Linked DNA regions of Mus musculus: region 2 is linked to region 1. A link is a contact called in public HiChIP or PLAC-seq data. All regions are on one chromosome and are shown on one strand. Each heading gives the region's core, a stretch centred on a gene start, on an enhancer-like site or on the middle of the called end of the contact. The rest is flanking DNA. Distances are from core to core; before and after follow the strand shown. Region 1 holds the start of Dhx37 (DEAH (Asp-Glu-Ala-His) box polypeptide 37). Region 2 overlaps Aacs (acetoacetyl-CoA synthetase).

Region 1 (5,623 bases), core at 2,455-4,954:
AAGGGAAATAAACATTTTGCTCCTTGTTCTACCTCAGGTCCAGTGAGGCTGGGGCAGGGCACACTCACTCAACATCAGTGCCCTGAACAGGGAAGCTATGTGTGTGTGTATGTGTGTGTGTGTCTGCATGTGCATGTGTGTGCGAGTGCTTGTGGCTGGTCTGGGGTGTGATGCCTTGCAGGAATGCCACCCTGGGGTGGCCTCACAGTTCCAGTAGGGGGAAGTGGGTTTTCAATGTGAAGCCACTGAAGTCCTGATGTCACACAGAACATCAAGAGGTGGTTTCATGGCGAGTGGGGCCTTTGTGGTGCAAAATCAAGGTCATGGCTGATGAGGAACTGACCTACTTGTGACATATCAGCTGCCAGTCAGGTGCACTACTAGAGGTGCATTCAGGATGGATAACCCCCCACTTCCCGCCCCTCCCCTTGCAAGAAAACATGAGATATAAGCCCTCTCAGGCTCCGTGACTCACTCTTTGATATGATACATGCGGTCCCCAGTGCCGAGCTTGGCTGTGGTGTAGAAGAGACTCATCTCGGCCTCCGATACTTGGACTTCACTCAGTTTCTGCAGCAGTTCGGCACGCTGGGAAAGGTATGAGAGCACTGGCTACCAGGCAGCTACTGACCACTGACCAGGTCCCAGGCCTTCTCCTGGGGAGGCCAGGCTTTTGGGGGATCTTAGCCTAGTTAATACTGACTTTAAATTATAGGGCAAGATGTCACCCAACAGCTATGAGGTGTTCTGAGCACATAGGTTAGCTCTTTCTTTGCCATTAACAGAACCCAGCATCATGAGCCACAGCTCTGTAGCATCGTGTGCTATAACCACTGGCTGTCCCAATGCACAGCAACCAGACTGAATAAAGCATGATATCCACTGCTGTCCTGAGGACAGATGTGACTTCTCATTTTGGCCAGTCCCTAGGCTACCCACATGGCCATGTGATTTCTTTCATCCCTTGAGATCCACGGCAGTTTTGGTTTCGTTGATTTTGACGCATACCTTTATGCTTTACGTACACATCTCTTTATGTACCTAATTTTGAAATCAGGCCAGCACACCCAGAGGCTCCCAATGATGCCACCTGTAGCTAGTGGCTACTGTGTCTCTGGATAGACACAAAACACTTCCCTCCTTTCAGGAAGTTCTAGTAGACAATCTTGCTGCAGAGATAACAAGGAGGGACAAACTCCCCTCCAGCCCCCTGATCTGGAGAGCTGGTGCAGACCAGCCACAGTGAGGTGTACCTGGCTCTTCTTCTCCTTCTGTTCTAAGACCTTCTGTAGCACCTTCCTCTCCTTCTTTGTCAGGGGCTTCCTCTCTTTCTTGGATGGGGGCGGCGCCTTGGTCTTCTTCTTTCTCTTCCCAGGCAGCACCAGAACATTGCTTTCATCAACTCCTTTCAACACATCCTTGCCTGAAAAGACGAACAGAGTCTCACTAGGGGGCAAAAAGTCACAGGGCGTCCTCCATGCTTACTCATGACAAATATCAAATGAGGTCACCACCTCCTGCAGGTGGCCAAGGTCACCTACCAATCTCTGAGTGCTGCACAAGGGTCTGTGTGCTGCAACTGTTAGCATTACCAAGCTATCACATTCTTGAGGGGCTGGGGGTGGGGCTGGGGATGTAGCTCAGGTGGGAGGGAACCTGGCTACCATGCTGAGAGCCCTGGGTTCCAACCCCAGCACCACATAAAACCAAGTATGGCAGTTGGGGAAGGAATCATTTGAGGGAGAGGACCAGAAGTTCAGTCACCCCTGACTACACAGGCCAGCCTGGGATGGAGTGCTCAGAACTAGGCTACTGAGCTGTGGGCTGTGCCAGAAGGTGTTATGATTCCACTGAGGAAAAGTAAGTCCCATTTTATAGATATGAAAACCGAGGTAGAGGTAAGTGAAGTGACATGCCCCGAACCCAAGTCTTAGGAGCCAGGAAGACATACTTTATTCTTTTTTTTTTTTTAAAGACTTATTTATTTATTATATGTAAGTACACTGTAGCTGTCTTCAGACACTCCAGAAGAGGGAGTCAGATCTTGTTACAGATGGTTGTGAGCCACCATGTGGTTGCTGGGATTTGAACTCCTGACCTTCGGAAGAGCAGTCTGGTGCTCTTACACACTGAGCCATCTCACCAGCCCAACATACTTTATTCTACTGGATCGCTTTAGCTCTTCCCCCCTCCTGAACCATCCTGATCCTGTCCATGCCTGATCCTGACCATGCCTTCTGCTATTCCAACCAAAAAGGTGAGTCCTTTTCACAAGTTCTGGGTCAGCACCCTCCTCCCTGCTCTCCTCTACTCCCCTCTCCTTCAGGGCTGGACTCTCTCTTCTCAGGGAGCCAAAACTCTATTCATCAGACTTACCTAAGTGCCATCTATCTACAAAAGTGTTTCCCCTGAACTTGCCTGTCTTGAGAGCTGAGTCAATAGCTTTCAGTTTTCCTTTGAACGTCTGCAGAGCCTCAAGTACTCATACCCCACATTTGCCTTCTCCCACAACCTGACCAATGCCCGTGCTCATCACCTTTGTGCTTAGGCGCAAAGCAGCAGTCAGCAGCTCCAGCCAGCTCTCCTTCGGAATACATCAGAATCCAAACACTCGTTCCAGCATCAACCCCAACCTCCCTCCCCATCATCCTTCAACCTGTAATGCTTTTCTTAATGGCACAACCAATATGCCATGGTGACACGTTACCTTTCACCCTGTCCCTCTTCTGCTAAGTCTTCCATAGCTCTTCACTTCCTCTTTTAGAAGTTGGGGATCGAGGCAATGTCCTGCTTTGTAGCCAGCACCAAGCTGGCCTGGTACATGCTACATGGTCCAGGTGCCCTCAGATGAGTATCACTCCCTAGAGCTAGGTTTACAAGTGTTATCTGTCTCTCTCATATACACAGCCTTTTTTGTTTGTTTGTTTGTTTGTCTGTTAAGACAAGGTCTCACTATGTAACCCAGGCTGACCTCACACCTGTAGGGATCCTCCCACCCCAAACTCCTAAGCTGGGGTTACAGGAATGAACTACCATATTGTCCCAATCATCTATACAACTCGCAAACTCCGATGTCCCCTAGTCCTTGGGTTTCCCCACCCAGGTCTCCAGAAGGTTTTGACATTTTACTATCCATGTTACTTTCCCCAGTACACCGCTCTCTCCCATCTTCTGCTCTATCCCTCTAGCACCTACCCGAGTGACTGCCATTTACTACACATTTTATCGTTTCTCTGTGCTTGTCGGCTCCGGGTATGCAGGCATGCCTGGAGTTGACAGGGTTTTCCATCTCCGATTCTGCTGTCACTATTCCCAGAGACCAAAACAGTGTCCCCGGTGATCACAGACACCCCAGCACCCGAACACTCAGCCTGGCGCTCCGCTAACCGGCCTGGTCTGAAACACACATTTACGGGTCTCTGGGAAGGAGATGATTCCGACAGGCCTGGGAGTGGATGCAAAGAACTAATCTGCGCGCCATACTGCGGGCAGTACCCCCATATCGCGGTAGAGCGGCTGTCACGCCCCCTGTGCGGGTCATGTGGAACCCGGCTCCCACTCCAGCGACCCTCCCGGTCCCCGGCTTCTCACCCTCCAGTTCCAGCCGTACGGGAGGCGCTTCAGGGCCCTTGGCGGGCCGGGGATCGGCCTGCAGCCGCCCCTTCACGTTGTAGCGGCGTCGCAGCTTCCCCATGGCTCCCTCGCGCCACGCGCGTGGCTCCCTCAGCCCAGCTCCCAGGGAAACCGAACCTGGCTAGGAGACTTCCGGGTTGCGCATGCGCAAGAGCCGCGCCTCAGCAGTTGAGGGGCGGAACTGGAGGCCCGACGCGCCGGAAAGGGAGGTCGTAGCGGAAAAGGCCGGCGTACTCTGTCTGTGGGCGGTCCTTATGTAAATAAGGGGGCCGGGCCTAGACGTGCCTGAGGAGTCTGAGTTTTAAGACCAAACTGTCCTGCCAGATATGATCTGAGACATTTGAACTGTATAACAATATTAATTGTTAATTGAAGAGATGGCTCAGCCGTTTAGAGCAATGGCATTCTTTAATACCAGCACTTGGGAGGCAGAGGCAGGCGGGTTTCTGGGCCAGCCTGCTCTACAGAGTGAGTTCTAGGACAGCCAGGGATATACAGAGAAACCCTGTCTCGAAAAACAAAACAAAACAAAACAAAAAAAGCAGTGACACAACCGTTCCAGGTGATGCGACGCCATCTTCTGGCCTCCATGGGAACTGCGCTAATGTGTCTAAAATACACACGTTAAAAAATACACAGACACGCGCGCGCGCGTACACACACACACACACACACACACACACACACACACACACACACATATACACACACACGTAAAAATACAATAAATCACCAGGTGTGGGAGCCCTTAAACCCATCCAGCACTCAGAAGGCAGAGGATAGAGGTAAGTAGATTTCTGTGAGTTTGTGACCAGCCTGGTATGTACATTTCCAGATCAGCCATAGCCATATCCCCAAAATAGGGGATAGACACCTTTAATTCCAGCATTCAGGAGGCAGAGGCAGGTGGATCTCTGAGTTCAAAGCCAGCCTGGTTTACAGAGCAAGTTCCAGGGATACACAAGAGAAACCCTGTCAACAAAAAGCAAACATAGCTCTCTTCTCCTCCGTTCCAGAAAGAGCTGGCATCTTCTTGTGCAGTGCCAGTCTTGTCCCATAGACAAAATGCTGAAAGTTTGATATGTGCTGAAGATTTGGTGTGAACGGATTTGGCCATATTGGGCACCTGGTTACCAGGGCTGCCTTCTGTGCTGCACTTGGCAAAGTAAAGATTGTTGCCATCAACGACCCCTTCATTGACCTCAACTACACGGTCTACATGTTCCAGTATGACTCCACCCACGGCAAATTCAATGGCACAGTCAAGGCCAAGAATGGGAAGCTTGTCATCAACGGGAAGCCCATCACCATCTCCCAGGAGCGAGACCCCGCTAACATCAAATGGGGTGAGGCCGGTGCTGAGTATGTCGTGGAGTCTACTGGCGTCTTCACCACCATGGAGAAGGTTGGGGCCCACTTGAAGGGTGGGGTCAAAGGATCATCATCTCTGCCCCATCTGCCGATGCCCCCATGTTTGTGAACCATGAAAAATATGACAACTCACTCAAGATTGTCAGCAATGCATTCTGCACCACCAACTGCTTAGCCCCCCCTGGCCAAGGTCATCCATGACAAATTTGGCATCGTGGAAGGGCTCATGACCACAGTCTAATGCCATTACTGCCACTCAGAAGACTGTGGATGGCCCCTCTGAAAAGCTGTGGCTTGATGGCCTCCCTCTGCCCTGCTCCCATCAATGACAATTTTGTAAAGCTCATTTCCTGGTATGACAATGAATATGGCTACAGCAACAGGGTGGTGGACCTCATGGCCTACATGGCCTCCAAGGAGTAAGAAACCCTGGACTACCCACCCCAGCAAGGACACTGAGAGCAAGAGAGAGGCCCTCAGGTGCTGATGAATCCCTGTCCCAACTCAGCCCCCAACACTGAGCATCTCCCTCACAATTTCCACCCCAGACCCCCATAATAGCAGGAGGGGCTTAGGGAGCCCTTCCTACTCTCTTGAATACCATCAATAAAGTTTGCTG
Region 2 (5,975 bases), core at 2,794-5,293, 87 kb after region 1:
GGAAATGGCCCCGTGCTCCCTCCTAATAGTTCCTGGGCTCTTTCTATTGTGACTGTCCTCTACATTTGTAAATGAAGTCTCAGGCTTTGGCTGCCAGGACTTAATGGTGCTTCTCCTCTAGCACACGGAATATGTCATAAATCCTGGTGATTGCTTTTGTATTTTTTTTTTTAAAAACTGAGCACAACATAAAACCTTTTAAAGATATCCTGGATCTTAAGTCTATAAAGGAAAAGTGCTATGAAGAATTTTATGGAATAAATCTGTGCCATGCACACCTGTACAAGTGCAGTACGCGTGTGTTTCTCTGAGGTGATGGGACTCCACATTTGGCTGGCCGTACCAGTGTCAGCTCACTGCTGAGCTGTGAGGTGGTGTGACCCAGCACAAGATGTATAATGGTGTTTCCTGAGCTCTTGGTGTTTAGCATTGTCTTGGTTTGTGTTAAGCCGGTGTTGCCCTGGGCCTCCCCATATCCTGGGCCTCCCTGCTTCCTGGAGCTGGATTACAGGGCGACTTTATCACGGGAGTCTCCTTGGATTTTTGCCACCTAGCCACAGACACCCAGCTCAGCCCTCCATAGCCTTCCTACCACAGAGAGTGGGTAGCAGTCCTGATCTCTAGGATACAGGAGCATCTGGTCCCCGCTTTGTGCTGTGTGCTCCATCGTTCCTGGTGTGGTTGTCTGATCGGCTGCCTGGTGGTGTCATCTGGTTCGTTCCCACCAAGCCTTCCTGTTCCTGTACCCATTCCTGCAGGAAGGGTGAGTGACGGAAGCCTGGCTTCAGCAGAGTGATGGCTTTCCTGGAATGTGTCAGGTCAAGCTGCCTGAGCCCCACTGGCTGTGCTGCAGGGGCGCTTGGGGGCCTGAGCACTGAGGGGACCTTTTGCAGTTTCCCGTTGATTGGTTGTCATGGGGCCTTGACCAGGGGCTCCTAGTTCAGGGGTCAGAGCCCGAGGTGGCCCCACCAGTGTGCACAGGGCTGGCTCCTAAAGGTTCTGCAAGAGTCCCTTCCTGCCTCTTCCTGTTATTAGGGTTGTCTGGGTGTCTGCTACCTCAGCCAGGGCCTGTCTGTTATCTCTAAAGCCTTGGTGGGCTCTCATCCCGTTTATAGTATGTATCTTGGACCCTGGCCATTCCTGTGGCCACCGGTTTTCTTCCCTTTGCTGTGTGCTAGTAAGCATCAGGTTCCCCAATCCCTCTTGCCACACATGTCCCCAAAGGTTCCCAGAGGAGGAAGGGACATCATGGAGGTGGGTAATCTGAATCAGGCTTCTTGTGTGATTTCTAGGGGGCTACACAATTGAGGATGTGTCTGGGCCTTGCTCTTTTCCGTTCTCCTGTTACATTCATTTAATTTGATGGTATAGCGGATGGAACATGGGGCCTCATGTGCTAGGCTGGTGCTGTATAGCACTGAGTTATATACCAGCCCGTTTAAAAAGAGACTTATGGGGCTGGAGAGGTGGCTCAGTGGTTAAGAGCACTGACTGTTTTTCCAGAGGTCCTGAGTTCAATTCCCAGCAACCACATGGTGGCTCACAACCATCTCTAATGGGATCTGATACCCTGTTCTGGTGTGTCTGAAGACAGTGACAGTGTAATCATATAAAGTAAAATAAAAAAAGAGACTTTTATGTGTATGAATGTTTTACCCCGAATATGTATGTGAATTACACGCATGCAGTGCCCACGGAGGCCAGAAGAGGGCAGTTCAGGATAGTGTGGAACCCTCTTGTGAGCCCTGGGGAGATCAGCCAATGCCCTTAACTGCTGAGCCAAATAACTCAGCTGTGCCAGTCTCACCTCTTGAGAACGCAGGTTCTTATAAATTCTCTATCCCATAACTCATTGTTTTCTTACTCTGACTTAGCAGGGACTCGGGGTGTGACAGTTCTGTGAGGTCTGCTTCCCTACATGGTTGACCTAGCAAATTAAACATGGGGTTTAGCCCCTCTGCTTGTCTCATTTCATGGCAGTAGCCTGGGGACTGACCGGTGTGCCACGGGCTGGGGGGTTATGCGTTGGCATTTCTGGCTAGGCAGCCACTTCCCTCTTGTCCCACCTACCTGTCCCCTTCCATCCTGGTATCTCGGCTCCCCACATGAAATGCAGAGGTTGGTGATGGATGGTCACTGTTCATGGTGGCTTGGTCGGGCACTCCGTCAAAGTGACAGTGTCATTTTCAATGTTCTGTCTTCAGACCCCAGGTTTATTTTTAGCCAGCCTTCTCTGAGGTGGAGCCACACAGCAGTTCCCAGGCCTTGCCTCTCATCCTACAGACTGAGGAGGGCCAACCAGTTCAGTCAGAAATCCCAGACCCTTGTTCAGATGATATCCTATCATGACCCCTGCTTTAATCAGAAGATACTCTCATGATTCTTAGACACAGACGCTCTGAAGGAGTTGGATCATGGTTAGCTGTGTGTGTTTGAGATGGGGTCTCTTGTAGCTCAGGCTAGCCTCTAAGGCTAGACACCTCTAAGGGTGTCTGAATTCCTGATTCTCTTGCCTCCGTAACTTAGTTTTTATGTGTCGACAGAATTTGGGGCCCATGGGTCTAGTAGGCAAGTACTTCACAAACTGAGGGCCAGGTAGGATTCCAAGATAACTGCTCTGGCCCTAGTCACAGAAGCTGTGTTCAGAGCCTGAAGAGGTGAGACATGGTCAGACATTTGCACTCTTTGGGGAAGGGGCCGGGGTCCCTAGGTAGTCTCTGGTCCAGAAATAGATCTGCAAGGCATTCTGGGAAAACCATCCTTTAGCTCTCCTACCCTGGGTGAATGAGGAGGAGGGAGCCGGGAAGGTGTTCAAGGCTGAACTTAACTGCATAAATGACAAGGCAGACATCAAGGCTGCTTTGGCCTGGCCAAGGATGCCTCGAGAGGCTTCTGACTCCTCTGTGACAGGCACAGGGCTGGCTGAGCCACTTCCGGCCCTGCCTGGGTGGCTGCCACCTTCACTCTGGAGGTGGGAGACATTAAAAATCGGAAGCTAGTCTTTATGCAAATGCACGCCGCCCCACTTTGTCTTAAGATTTTAATTTTTCTATGAATTATTCCATTCCTTCCCCCCCCCTCCCCTTTCCCTGTGGAAGAAATCAAGACACCCAGTAGCTGATCAGAGGAATTTTCCAACCTTTCTGTTTTATTGCATATTTTTCCAGGCCTGGACCTCCTCTAGTACCAGGAAATAGTCGTCAGGACAGTTCCAGTGATGTGTGGTTCGCACATCAAGCTTACATGAGTGAGACCTCATAGGAGAGAGGATGCAGGAGAGCAAAACACCAGTGGCAGAGGAACAGCTGGGTGGTCAGTTTGGGGAACCCTGAAGGATGTGAAGGTGCCAGCCGTGTGTGATCTGTAGGGAGGATACTCTAGGCAGAGAGGGACTGTTGGTGCAAAGGCTGTAGGGCCCTCTTCCGGGACCAAGGCTGGGGATCTAGGGGCCATTTCTCAGTGACCATCCATTGGGCTGCATCTTGACCAGGTGCATCCTCCCCTCCACCCTCCAAGCCCCCAGTAGGCGCTGTCCCGTGAAGTATCTGGAACTATTCTTTTTGTTTTGGAGCTAGTGTCTCAGTACCTCAAACTCAGCGATCCCAGGCCTCAGCATCCCAAGTGCTGGAATTCTAGATGTGAGTTAGGGCACCCATTGCAAGCCCAGGGGTTTCTGATCTGGGCCACATGAGGCTGTGCTCCATTCTGTCAGCCCCGAGGGTGAGGGGCCAGGAGTCTGCGGGTTCCAACAATTTCCCCAGGCATCCCTCTCTTTGCCTCCAGCCCTGTTAGTTACAGTGGCTCTCTGACTCTGGGAGCAATTCTCTTCTGCCCAGGGTCCACAGAGCCTCTGTCTTGGCTGTGCAATTCATGGGGCCTCTCTAATGCTGGCACAGTCCTACCCCAGGGTCTTTGCACATTCTGGCTCTGCATCCTGCAGCCTGTGAGATTCCTTCCCTCACTCTCTGTTAAGACTTACTCTTATGTCCCCCTTTTCAGTCCGTCCCTCCCATGCTTAAGCTCCTCCCTTCCACTCAAACCCCGCCCCTGCCCCGCCCCCGCCCCTCCCGTTTACTAATCTGCATTTCGTTTTCTTCTGACCTTCTTCTTTCTCCTGACCCCTTACTCATCCATGTGACCACCTGCTCCTGCCCAGGGCGTCAGCCTAAGAAATTCCCTGTGATCCTGCACGGGTCCCTGGGGCAGAACAAGGAGATTGACTGTTTAGGGAAGACTACCTTGCACCGCCGCTGAGCCTCGTGGCTTCTTAGCAACCTCAGCAGTTGTTACGTAACTGGCTGTAGAACTGTCTGCGACGGTTCCTCAAGTGGTTATATTGGGTGTTTACAGCCTCTCTTTTCCCTCCTGTGAGTTCTCTTGAGCTCAGGGGACCAGGCTTGACTTTTGCAGAGAGACGGGTCTCCCTGCTGTGGTCCAAGAGTCCCTGGGGACCTTGGCCACAGCCCTGCAGCTTGGGCACAGGCTCGTGGGGGAGGGGAGGTTTGTTCTGCCAATCTCAAGGGGGTCTGGGAAGCAAGGGCCAGAGTGGTAGTAGAGAGCAAAGGGCACTGTCTGGGCCAAGCTGTGTTACCTCAGTCCACTGGCTTGACCCCTCTGATCCTCATCCCTGTCTGTAGAGTTGGAATAGATCAAACACTCCTTTGAGGAAGTCACTGAGTGGAGGCATTCCTGGTACAAGGCCAGAACTTGTTGCAGGAGAGAAGGACCCTGTATTTCTTGAGTCCTGGCTTCTAGCTGAGCCTCCAACAACAAACCCTTTTCTTGCCCAGTCCGCCCTCAGTGGGTTTCTTTTATACCTGTTTATAGAAACATTTCAATTAGTGTTAAGTCCTGGGAATAGAGAGGGATGTAGGGGCAGCCCACATGTCACTGGCCTTGGTGACAAAAATGGATGCTTTCTTAAAATATCTCTTCTTTGTTCTATACTAATTGAGGCTGTTTATCTGTTTATTTATTTGCCTTTTCAAAACAGGTTTTCTCTGCGTAGCCCTGGCTGTCCTGGAACGCCTTCTGTAGACTTAAACTCACAGAGATCCACCTGCCCATGCCTCCCGAATGCTGAGATTAAAGGCATGTGCCACTACTACCTAGCCTGGTCACTATTTAATTCCAACTGGCCACTGACAATAAAGATCCAGGGAGGTTAGTAGGATGGCCCAGCAGGTGAAGGTCCTTGCCAACAAGGCTGACCACCTCGGTTCGGTCCCAGGACCTACATGTAGAAGTTGACTTCAGCAAGTTGTCCTCTGATCTCCGTTCTTGTGCAGTGGCAAATGTACACATGTGTGCACAAGGAATGTGACCTAAAACATTGAAAAAGAATAAAGGTACTCTTGGCTGGAAACAGCTGTGGTGGAGGCTTGCAACAGATGCTGTCTGGCCAACACTGCAGCTCCTCTCTCCAGGAGCAAGGGTCCTTCCCACTGTCACGGCGCTTGGCAATTGACACACTTGGGTCAATGGGACATTAGTGGCCAGAATTCAGGAAGACTGTGGGAATGTCTGTTGTGACCAGACTTGCCCCAGTGAGGTTCGTTGTGCTATGTTGGATGGTAGGAGATGCTGGGATCCAGAAGTCCTGGCAGCTGACCCCAGCCCAGGGCAGCTGACCCTTTACCAGATGGCCGGTGTAAGAGCACTTGAAGCCACTGAGCCTGGGTGTTTTTTATGCAGCTTTGCTGGCTGTTGCTGACATGATCAGACACCATCACAGAGCTATAGAGAGATCTTGCTCTACCAGGAGGTCCCTTGTCCCCGAGCCTCCGCCCCATCGCCATTGTCCCTCTTTGTCCCTACACCTGTAGAGTCAAGGCCATGCTTGGAACACTGTCCAGTGAGAATGAGTTAGCCTTTATGGGCTGAAACAGGTGCAGGCCAGGACAGGAAATTGGTCATGGGTTGGGCAGCTCATTGTTCCTCTCTCTGAGGGAAACTCCAGGTGACTTCTTGCCCTG

The links. HiChIP or PLAC-seq counts read pairs in DNA pulled down with a chosen protein or histone mark.
Region 2: an H3K27ac HiChIP or PLAC-seq map of embryonic stem cells shows a contact between it and region 1, with 5 read pairs. The contact joins the enhancer-like site here to the promoter of Dhx37 in region 1. A contact is called at or near these places in 1 of 484 Hi-C or Micro-C datasets (embryonic stem cells), 6 of 115 datasets of contacts at active chromatin or transcription factors (the SCID.adh cell line, embryonic stem cells and pancreatic cancer cells) and 3 of 9 other capture datasets (adipose tissue, liver and pancreatic islet).

Annotation. Positions count from the first base shown.
Region 1 is chr5:125,430,344-125,435,966 of GRCm38.p6, forward strand. It overlaps Dhx37 (DEAH (Asp-Glu-Ala-His) box polypeptide 37), which reads right to left and starts at 3,705. Exons shown (of 27, transcript NM_203319.1): 1 at 3,592-3,705; 2 at 1,254-1,423; 3 at 476-588. The coding sequence starts at 3,694.
Region 2 is chr5:125,517,123-125,523,097 of GRCm38.p6, forward strand. It overlaps Aacs (acetoacetyl-CoA synthetase), which reads left to right. Exons shown (of 18, transcript NM_030210.2): 18 at 1-283. Among named protein-coding and RNA genes, the nearest start is that of Tmem132b, 12 kb to the right of the region's middle. Within about 2 kb of position 4,044, at least 81 of the 459 cell types and tissues checked have an H3K27ac peak or open chromatin away from gene starts, as enhancers often do. A contact at or near this core is called in embryonic stem cells, where this site is marked.